Regions from separate parts of the Mus musculus genome. Here region 2 is linked to region 1. Evidence: chromatin contacts called from public HiChIP or PLAC-seq data. All regions are on one chromosome and are shown on one strand. The core of a region is the stretch at or near the end of the contact, and the rest is flanking DNA. Distances in the headings are between cores, read along the strand shown.

Region 1 (5,463 bases), core at 1,417-3,916:
CCAGGAAGGCAGGTTTTTTAAGAGCTGCAGTATGAAACCAGACAGGAAAGTACCAAAATCTAGGCTTAGAGCCACAACACAAAGCACAGGCACTACACTGAAGAGTCTTCAGCATACGAACAGCATTTACTTATGAGCCTAAAGATCACCAAGAGAATATTATAATGAAAAAAGTAGTTAAGAAATTTGTTCACAAAATAACATGGACACCAGCAAGATAATCAGTGGAGAAAGATATTTGCTTTTAAAACTAATGACCCAAGTTGAATCCTGGGAGCCATGTTTTAAAAGAATAGAACCAGCTCCTGAGAATTGTCCTTAGACTTCTATAGGTGCACATATAAACATAGAGACACATGTACAATACATAACACACACATGCCATATACTACACACACCACACACATCACAAACACACACATAATGCATACTGCACATACACACACATACACATGCACATTCCTCACACACACACATACGATACACAAACACACCATAAACCACACACACAACAACACACACATAACACACATGCACATATCACACACACATACATGCATACCATACACATGCACATACACACCACATACATTTATGCACACACCACACAAAAACACACATACATGTACACCACACATACTATACACACACATACACCACACATCACACACACACACACACACACACACACACACACCAAGTAAATGTAATTAATTTTAGTTAAAATGGACCTATCTCTAAGCCAATCAGCTGGGCAGTAGAGACACAGAGCTTTATTATACTACTTTATTTTGTACTTGGCTGAATGTTTGTACAATACAAAGTGAAAGCAAAGACATGGAGCTAAGGAGGAAAAAAAAATGTCAACAGAGATCAAGAGCCAAAAGTGACCATGGAGAAGTGTGGGGTAGTGACTGTGTCACCAGACAGAGAGCTGGTAAGGGAGGAGCAACGTACAGAACCCAAAAAACAAAAACAAAACAAAAAAAAAAAACAAACAACAACAACAAAACCCCTCATAATTGAGACCGGCAAGAGTGTGAACTAGCTCCGGACCAGGTTCCTATACTGGAGCATGTGACCACGACACCTCATTAAGACCATGACAACTGGTCACTCAGCATAGAACTTAGAGTTCTCCCTGCTACTGAGGTATCCAGATAGGCCCCGAGTATTTAACCAATGAGCTTCCCTTCCTGGGCATCCCTTCCTGCAAAAAGTATTTAATCTCTGGTTTACCCATGTACCCTCATCTGCCGTGAATAAAGCAGTTGGGATAAGCAAGGATTGCCTCCTTCATTAAGAATCGCTGGGGGGTGGGGTGGGAGGAGACCAAGGCCTGAGTCATACAGAGCTGCCCTTAAGTGTTCTGTAAACTCAATTGAACTAAGCTGGATTCCTCCCACAGGAACACCGACGCCAGGCTCACCCCAGGCCTGCTGGCCCCTGTTCCCAACTCCTTAGACCTGCTCTCAGACCTCATCAGAGAAGTTTCTTCAGGCAGTAGAAACAACTTGTCAATGTGCAAAGAATAATCTTCTGTGGAGTGCTCAGCCACAATCAACACATATGTATCATAGTCCATCCTCTCAAAGCTCAGGGATTATGGTGAAAAGTGACCAGGAAGACTGTAGGAGGCAGACATCATGGAGAAGCGGAGCAACATAGTGTCTTCTGGACATTACAAGACCTGGGCATTAATGAGCTCACAGTAGTTATGGATGCCCGCACAAGACCTGCATGAGATTGAGCGAGTCAACAGGATGGAGGAGAGGTTCTTGAGTCTTCACCCCTAGCTGAGGGATGATTAACAGTTGGTATCCTTGAGAGGAGGAGAATCCTTTATCTTTAGAGATGTGGTCTCTGGTAAGCTGACCGTGTTCCAGTGGATAACCCCATACTTATGAATATTAAGACAACAGAGATTGGAATCAGTGAGCTGTAGAAGGAAGGAAGGAAGGAAGGAAGGAAGGAAGGAAGGAAGGAAGGAAGGAAGGAAGGAAGGAAGGACAAAAAGAAAACATGAAATTGGAAGGACTGTTGGGGGTTGAGGAGCTAAGAGGAGTTAGGGAGAGGAGTGGAGAGTGCATATAATCAGAATACACTGTGTAAATGCATACAACTCTCAAAATCCAATAAATGTATTGTTTCTTAATATTTACTTATGTTTATGTGTGCTTATATATTTCTTAATGGTCATTTATACATGACTGTGTGTGACTGTGAGGTACCCTTGGGGAGGTACACATGGAAGCCAGAAAAAAAAGCATTGGATCCTGTGAGCCATCCAGAGAGCCACCTAGCATAGATGACTGGTCAAACTGAAAATTTGTGCTTCTCTCTGTCTCTCTCTCTCTCTCTCTCTCTCTCTCTCACACTCTCTCTCTCGTGTGTGTGTGTGTGTGTGTGTGTGTGTGTGTGTGTGTGTGTGTGTGGTGTGTGTTTAGGCCAGACTACATGGGTGGTGTTCCTTCTCAGGCCTTGTTTGAGACCCTGACTTGCTCATGGGTCTGTCAAGGACTAGCATTACAGGAGCCCAGCCAAATAGCTCCATCTTCGTCTAAGAAGGGATCAGGGCTCCCCTCCTGCTGCTGAGATATGCAGATGTCATCTCACATGTCAGCAATATGTACAGCTGAGAACACAGGGCTGGAGGAGCAGCTGGGGGCACGAAATCAGCATTTTCTTTCTTCCCCTTTTCTGCTAACATGAGGACATAGGATTTGTGAAGTCATCTAGTGTGACACATTTTGTAACTTTTTCATTATCATAGTTTGCTTTCTATTTCTGTGATTAAACCCCATGACTAAAAACAACTTGGGGAGAAAAGAATTTATTCCATCTTACAGGTTAGAGTACACCCTGAAAGAAAGTCAGCTGGAACCCAAGGCAGGAACCTGTGGGTAAGAACTGATGCAGAGGCCATGGATAGGTGCTGCTTACTGGCTTGCTCCTCAAGGTTTGCTTGGCCTGCTTTCTCATATACCCAGGACGAACTGTCCAGGGGCAGCACTGCCTCTAGTGTGCTGTACCCTCCCACATCAATCTTGAATGAAGAAAATGCCCCCCCCCGACTTATCTACAAGCCAATCTGATGGGGGAAAGACCTCAGTTGAGGATTCCTCTTCTCTCAGATGATTCTAGCTTGTGCCAGGTTGACAAAACAATGAAGCAAGCAATCCCAGTGCATCTGTTTACCTGTGTCTCATTATTTCTGTTCAAATCTCATCCCAGTGACTTACCTGATGTAGTAGCTTTAAAAGAAGGGAAGGTTTACTTTCCACATGGTTTCTCTTCATCGTAGTGTATGATCTGGTGGAGCAGAGATGTTCAACTAAAGACTACCAGAAGACAGACAGACGGAGACAGTCAGAGATAGAGAGACAGAGACTGAAAGAGACAGGAACAGGCACCCAGAGAGCAGAGAGACTGAAGGCAAGAGAGACTGAGAGAGTCAGAGAGACATAGACACAGAGAGAGAGAGAATCAGAGAGAGACACAGATAGAGACAGAGTGTCCTCAGGCTCACCTAGAAATCCCTCATTAACAGCCAATTAAGCTGGGCAGTGGTGGCACACGCCTTTAATCCCAGCACTTGGGAGGCAGAGGCAGGAGTATTCCTGAGTTCAAGGCCAGCCTGGTCTACATAGTGAGTTCCAGGACAGCCAGGGCTATACAGAGAAACCCTGTCTCAAACAAACAAACAAACAAACAAACAAAATAAAAAACAAAACAAAAACAAACAAAAAACAAAACAAAAACAAACAAAAAAACAAAACAGAAACAAAATAGCCAATTAAATAACAAAGTATGAACGCATACTTTGTCATTGTCTGATAACATCCAGAGTGTGAGCAGGAGGCTTCCATCCTCCAGGCCGACAGTAACCCATGAACAGCACCTTTGGTTAGAGTTCACCCAACCTGTTCTGAACACACCTAATCAGGACCACGGTACTTGGTAAATGCACTCCTTGCAAACTCAATCTCTACTTGAAAACTCATATCCTGGTCATTGACTCTTCAGAACTATTCAACACGAGGCTCTTCACCTGGGTCTTCTGTGCTCTATCATTCTCTGAGAACATTTTTCCCTGGGTTTTGTTGTCTTTCCTCCCTCAGTTTCTCTACAATTTCCCTTGGCCCTGTTCCCAGCACTCTGGGGCAGGGACTCATTTTGGCATCAGATTTGGCTCTTCGCAGCCCCCTCTCACCTCATGCCTTGACCAGAACTTTCTATTTTGTAGTACAACAGCTCCTGTGCTGATGTCACCACCAGGTAGCATCGCTCCCACAGTCACCTTGCTTTTCCAGAAGTATAACAGCTGGAACTCATATTATGTTCCCATCTGTGGTCTTTGTCTGTGGTAGGCAGCAACACACAGCACAAGTTAGTGTTTCCCCATCCCACTTCTGTTTGAAATTGGTTCCACCGTGTCTTTGTGTGCTTCTCTGTTGCTATGATAAGCACCATGGCCAAAGCAGCTTAGTGAGGAAAGGACTTATTTCAGATGACAACTCACAAGTCAGACTCCATCACTGAGGGAAGTCAGGGTAGAAACCCAAAGCAGAATCTTCAGCAGACACCATGGAAGAACACTGCTGACTGGCTTGCTCTTCATGGCTTGCTCAGCCTGCTTTCTTGTGGCCTGCCCAGGGGTCACAGCATCCACATTGAGCTGGGCCATCCTAAATCAATCACTAATCAAGAAAATGCTCAATAGATATGCCCACAGGCCGGTCTGATGAAGGCAACTCCTCATTGGGGTTTTCTCTTCGCAAGTGACTCTGGTTTGTATCAAGCTGACAAAAACTAACCATCACAGGCCCCATGTGAACTAACTAGAACTATCATTTAACACTGTGGGTTTGGAGCTTCTTGGGAGCTACAGAACTCATTATTCAGATTTATTCAGTGCTAGCAAATAATGCTGGGTGAGAGGCTCTGGTGTTTGGTTGATGACTGCGGAACTCCGGAATTCCTTTTCTTCTGTTCCCATTGCCTTCCGTTTGTAGACATCTCTATGTTGAAGGGCCTTGCAGCTTGCAGACGTCTGAGTGATTACTCCTCCAAATTAAGGTCAGCAGCAAGACCTGCCTTGCAATAAGCTAGCACTCCAGAAACCAGTGTGTCCTCACCATCTTGTGGTAGAGCCTAGAGAAAGACATCGGGCTCAGAGTCTCCCTTCACCAGCTGAAGCTCACTAGGAAGTTTACTTCAATTGAATGTCCAAATTTTTCCAATTTAATCATTGCAGTGGGTCCTCCCTCAGTTAAGAACTTTTAGTTAAAGAGGTTCAATGAGACTGAGAAGAGGGGGGCTTACAAGATGGCACGGCTGACCCAGGAAGGTGGTGGAGGAATACTCGTGACTATTTTCATCTAAAACCATATCTTGTTTCCAGGGGAACCCAGAGTGACTCAACCCAGCTCTCTGTTGATTCAAAGCATACCCTGTGGTCAG
Region 2 (5,629 bases), core at 1,831-4,330, 340 kb before region 1:
GCCAAAGAAAGGAAGGCAGACTGAGGAAGGAGATGAGAAAAGGCAGCTCCATTCCTACAGACCTGGGAGAGGCTCTGGCCCAAAGCTCAGTGCCAAGTAGACACCAAGGGCAGGGGTGACGGCTACCCGAGTGCTTTACGTACAAAGCACTTTGCACTCAGAAGATTTGACACAGACCAGGCAAGGACAGGGTGTGGTGCCTGCTGCTCAGAGGGCTCCAATCCCACTCCCAGGCTGAAGTAACAGCAGTATAGTATGGACACCAGAAAGGTGTAGTAGCAGTTAAGAGCTGACTCAGGACTTAACAGCAGAGTAAAATACAGGTGCAGAGACGTTCCGATGTCACAAAAAAATAAAGTGCGCACTGTAGGTCAAAACAGACACCAGGCCAGCAGCACTGGCCACAGCAGCCGTCCGTGAGTGTTTGCTGGAACAGGTCTCTTAAGTGCTTTCTGGCAGGGGATGTTACTCCATCTCCAGGAAACTCCTCCGCTCCTAGACAAGGCACTCTCCAGCTATATGGGGGCAGCATGGGAAGGGACTCTGAGAAACACCTGTCGCTGTGTGACCACCACACCACAAGCCAACTGAGCTCATCCCACAAACAGTGCAATGCCAGAACAACTTTCCCACAGCTTTCCCTGAGAACCCGACAGGCTGAGACACCTGGGTCTCAATGCCCGGCGCCTCGGAATGGCCGCAGAGAAAGCAGGTCTCAGGACAACGGGGCCCCTAAGCAACCGAGGCTGGCGGGAGACAGATGCCTCTAAAAATGATTTTAGCAGGGAAATGAACAACGAAACGTAGGGCATCAGGGAAACATAAAATGTGAAAACAAATTGGGAAAGACGGGGAAAGCCTTAAGCATAACGAAACTCCCAGAGTCACATTGGCTTGTTGCCAAATAAGCCACAGATCCATGGCTAAAACTAACTTGAGGCTGGCAGTGACTTGGCAGCAGCTGAACCCGCTCATGTCCTGGCCAGAGGAAAACTTGTTGGGAGCCAGCGAAGACGGAACAGGAAAGGAAAAAAAGAATACAATTAATAATAATAGCTAACATTCACTGCGCATGATATACGTGTAACATGCTTTGCGTGTTCGAGCCTATATGTATTAATTAGCTCACTTCTTCCTGCAACAAGGCACACATCTGCTTCTCACCATCTTGCCGGGGTATAAAGTGGGGCACTTGCCCAGACCTGCACAGCATGGGGCAGGCATGTGGGCGGCAGGTTCGCATGCACTTACTTACAGCACACATGATCAAGGCAAGCAAGCATTCAGAAGTACCTCAGAAGGCTTTCGATCTTCAGGTCTAGAGCAGGTACTACTCCTCCCATGCTGGGATCGAGAATGCTGGGACCATGTCGTTGACAAGCCTGAGGAAACAAACATCCAAACAGGAACCATTAAAAAAAAATACAGGCTCAGTATTTGAGCGGCGATATGGCGCTAGTTGCACAAACCTGAGGACCAGAGTTCAGGTCCCCAGCATCCAAGTAAAGAGTTGGCATGGTGATGATAGGACTCTGAACGTCAGAGGTTTAGTGAAAGGCCTTGTCTCAGAAAGTCAGGCGGAAGAGACAAAGGAGAAGGCAGTCTATCCGACCTTTGGTCTCCACACCTATCTACACATCCTCACAGAGCACAAAACAAACAAGCAAAAAAGCACAGGTCACTGAGCTGTCAAGAGGTCTTTCCCCTACAAGAAACCTTCAGCGAAGGAGGAGAACCTGCAGTGCCATCACCCTGGCTGGCTCTGACAGGGTTCCTTCCTTCCAGTCATTTTCTAAGGTGATCACTGTCGGCTCCAGTGTACAGGGTGCTCTGCCTTGTGAACAGCGAGCCAAGAGAGCCTGCAGCATAATCCAGGCTCCGAGCTGTGCTCAAGACGCTCACAGACCCACACTGGTACATGAACTAGAAATCATGCCGGAAGTTTTCAGCCAGGATCACCGGGCTCAACCTAAGGTCCTGCCCAAAACACTTGCCTCCACGAGGCACAGAAAAATCAGAAACCTCCACACAGCTTTAACATCACCTACTACACTGCTCTTCCGAGGTGCCCCAATCCCTCCTGTAGCTGATCACCAGGAAACCCCAAATCCTAAGTGTTTCCAGGCCTGAAACTTTCCTGTAGCACTGAGCTCCCCTGCCTGAGATGCCCCCTTCAAGCCACACTGCCTTGCTCCCTGGGGCCCTAATTCTCACGGTCTCTCCATTTCCAAGCAGTTCCGAAGTAGCCGAGTCTCTAACCAGAACCCAGGGGAGCCTAAGAGAGTTGCACTCTTAGACTAGGCGCTCTCAGCTCGCTGCAGAGCCAGTATCACCTTGGTGGTAGACATCAACTTCCCAGTCATTCTAAAATCTGTCAGCTCTGAGCAAAAATCCCAAGCTCCGTGCTCTGCATGAACATGCTCACTTTCACCTCTTCCGGCCCCCAAGATGAATCCCACGGCCTTTTCTACCAGAGGCCAGAAACCCACAAGTCAGTCAGACTCTCCTCCTTCCTCCTCAGAAGGCAGCCAGTCAACAGCCAAGTCCTAGGCCAACCTTCCAATGCCTCAAAACCCTAGCTCCTCCTCCTGCCTATCCGGCCCTGCTGCCGCCCCTTCTCATGTGTGTGGCCAGCTACAGTGGCCTCTCTGCAGGCACACAACTGCAGCCGGATGGGAACAGCATTCCCAACCACCTTCATTTCTCCCCTAACTTACAGATAACTCATGTCACCTCCTGTCTGTCACTACAGCACCCGGGCACTGAACCCTGTCACTTCTCAGAAACTGACAAAACCCCAAGATGTTAAAAAGCAAAAGCCTAAGAGAGCCACCAATTTGACAGTGAAGCCCCCTGTCACTCAAGCCCTTCCTGGCCCAGAATCAGCAGACAGACACATCAACAAACTGAAGACACAGCTCCTGCACATATGCCTCTCATCCAATTCTTAGCCACAGCCACAGGGACTGTGAGAGGGCTGAGAAGGAAGGAAGGTCTCTGAGCTACCCTTCAATACCAGTACTAGATCATCTGGCGCCATCACTCCTGTGGAATGAAACTCCACCCTTATAGGTGATTCGTACCATTCTGTGACCACACCAGAAGATCCTCTGGATTCAGCAGGAAGTGGGGCTAGGGTGCAGCCTAGTGCACAGAGCCTGCCCAGCAGTCTCCAGACCCGAGGTTCCAGTGCCAACTCCAAGCAATAATAGTCCTTGGACTCAAAATGCATGGGAAATGCCACACACTCTCGAAACCATGTGAGCACACTGCGAATGAGACTGGTCGTCCCTGAGAAGGAAGTGTGGGTGAAGTCCACAGAGGACTCTGTGTCAGCCAGAGGCTTCTTACACCTTCCCTCCCACAACCCGGATATGGAGATAGAAAATGGGCATAAAAACAAGACATTTACTGACTATAAGCCAAAGAGAAGGAGGCCATGAATGTGAAAGGCAGCAGGGAGCATGGGCACAGTACAAAAGTTTGGAGGAAGAAAACAGAAAGGGAAAGTGATGGTATAAAATATAAGAATCCTAAAAATTAAAAATAATAAACCAAGGAACAGCCTAAAACTTCACCACCAGACTGTAAAGGATAAATAAACCATGACACATCCCTTCAGTGAAACACTAGCCAGCAATAAAAAGGAACACATTATAAACAGATGGGTGTGAAGCACGTGCTTCGTGTAACATAGACAAATACTGAAATAAATACACTCAGTGAATGAATCCAAGGAGCCAGAGTAGGCAAAGGTACACTACACTGATGCAAAGTTCAGGGAAATGAAGACTCATCTATCCCGACAGCAGCTCAGTGGCTGCCTGGGGCAAAGTTGGATGGACATGTTATTTTGATTTTGATGACATAATACATGCAAACACAGCTAAACCTCTCAAAGCATACACTTAAACATGTGCAGCTTGCTGTACATAAATTATCCATTACGAAGCCATGAGAAAGCTATCGCCACTAAGAAGCACCGTTCACAGTATGAAAACCTCCAGCCCCCTTCCACTGGTGAGACACAGAAATCCTAGGCTGGATGGGACCCCAATGAACGAGCAGAACAGGAAGTCATGAGACCTCCCTGCAACAGGGAGTCACTACTTCACAGAGAACATGCAGATATGACGTTCAGAATTCAGAGGAGTTCAAACCAGTCTGCACACACACAGAAAATTCTCAGTAAGTAGAATTTTGAATAGCAGATGATTTTTCTCCTTAAAAATGTCATGGGGGGGGGGGGGGCACTGGGTACTGCTGTAAGGGAAACCATCACAGCACGCCTAGAGCTGAAGACGGTGGGCACAGGAATACACTCCTAGTTTACCTTGTACAAAGATGTTTCTGAGCTCCCAAAAAATGAGGCACCATTCAGTATCAGTGTGGGGCCACTGCTCTCTTGTGGAATGCTTGCCTGTCCATGACACATTCTGAAAGTCAAAAGATCTCAGGCCACCGTGTGGATGGTATCACAGCAGCGCCCTTCCCAAAGCCATCCTCTCCAGGCTGGGAGGGGATCATCAGGATGCTCCAATGATACTCCCAACTGAGTGTGCAGATGTGCCTCTGCTACCCTGGCAACAAGGGAGACTAAAGGAGGAGGATACGAAGCTGGAGGCCAGAGTGGGTGATGTAGCGAGATCCAGCCTCAAAAAAACCTAGTAGCAGGAATAGTAATTACTTACATTCCTCATTAATTAAATTATAGCATAAAATACTTTTTTAGCAAGAGGAGTGTCAAATGGGAAGTGAGCGGTCTCAATGTCTAAGTAACTCATGCTATAGCAAAGACCAGCATCTGCCAAAAATTGTATGGTGACAACGTGGAGCCAGTATTCCTCTTTGTGACATCTGAGGGCAAACGGTACCATCAGGAACCACACCCATCATCACAGCACTTGGGGGTGGAGTCAAGAGAGTCAGGAGTTCAAGATCACCCACCACTAGACATAATTTGGGAACCCTGTCTCAAAATAAAGATACAGGAAGTACACTAACTTTTGTTCCCACCTCTTGCATTCAGCAGAGGAGTGGCGATCTTGGCAATAATGTCTAAAACAATGGCCATTCACAAGTAAGAATGTTACCTAAAGCTAAGTCCTTTCTACTGACAAATTTGACTTAAAATGTCTTATGTATACAGTACTCAAGTAAGAATAGTTTTGTTGGGCTAACAAGATGACTCAGCAGGTAAGAGCACTGACTGCTCTGCCTAAGGTCCTGAGTTCAAATCTCAGCAACCACATGATGGCTCACAACCACCCATAATGAGATCTGACGCCCTCTTCTGGTGCGTCTGAAGTCAGCTACAGTGTACTTATGTAAAATAATAAATAAATCTTTGGGCTGGAGCAAGCAGGGACTGAGTGAGCAGGGTTGACTGGAGTAGAGGTTCTAAAAATTTCGATTCCCAACAACCACATGAAGGCTCACAACCATCTGTAAAGCTTCAGTGTACTCACATACATAAAATAAATAAATAGGTCTTTGAAAATAAAAGAATAGTTTTGTTAAACTATCTCAAACACTGAAAAGAATGAAGGAAAAAGAGGTGGTGGTGGTGGTGGTGGTGGTGGTGGTTGTTGTTGTTGTTTTACTTCCATGAGGACAGATACAACAGCAG

Evidence for each region. HiChIP or PLAC-seq counts read pairs in DNA pulled down with a chosen protein or histone mark.
Region 2: an H3K4me3 HiChIP or PLAC-seq map of bone marrow-derived macrophages shows a contact between it and region 1, with 3 times the contacts expected there. The contact joins two enhancer-like sites. A contact is called at or near these places in 5 of 484 Hi-C or Micro-C datasets (the N1E-115 cell line, bone marrow-derived macrophages, liver and 1 more), 4 of 115 datasets of contacts at active chromatin or transcription factors (SST interneurons, bone marrow-derived macrophages, extraembryonic endoderm stem cells and 1 more) and 1 of 9 other capture datasets (adipose tissue).

What each region holds. Positions count from the first base shown.
Region 1 is chr3:41,242,329-41,247,791 of GRCm38.p6, reverse strand. No RefSeq gene overlaps it. Among named protein-coding and RNA genes, the nearest start is that of Gm40038, 72 kb to the right of the region's middle. Within about 2 kb of position 2,666, at least 11 of the 459 cell types and tissues checked have an H3K27ac peak or open chromatin away from gene starts, as enhancers often do. A contact at or near this core is called in bone marrow-derived macrophages, where this site is marked.
Region 2 is chr3:41,584,687-41,590,315 of GRCm38.p6, reverse strand. It overlaps Jade1 (jade family PHD finger 1), which reads right to left. Exons shown (of 11, transcript NM_001130184.1): 3 at 1,294-1,382. Among named protein-coding and RNA genes, the nearest start is that of Jade1, 32 kb to the right of the region's middle. Within about 2 kb of position 3,080, at least 97 of the 459 cell types and tissues checked have an H3K27ac peak or open chromatin away from gene starts, as enhancers often do. A contact at or near this core is called in bone marrow-derived macrophages, where this site is marked.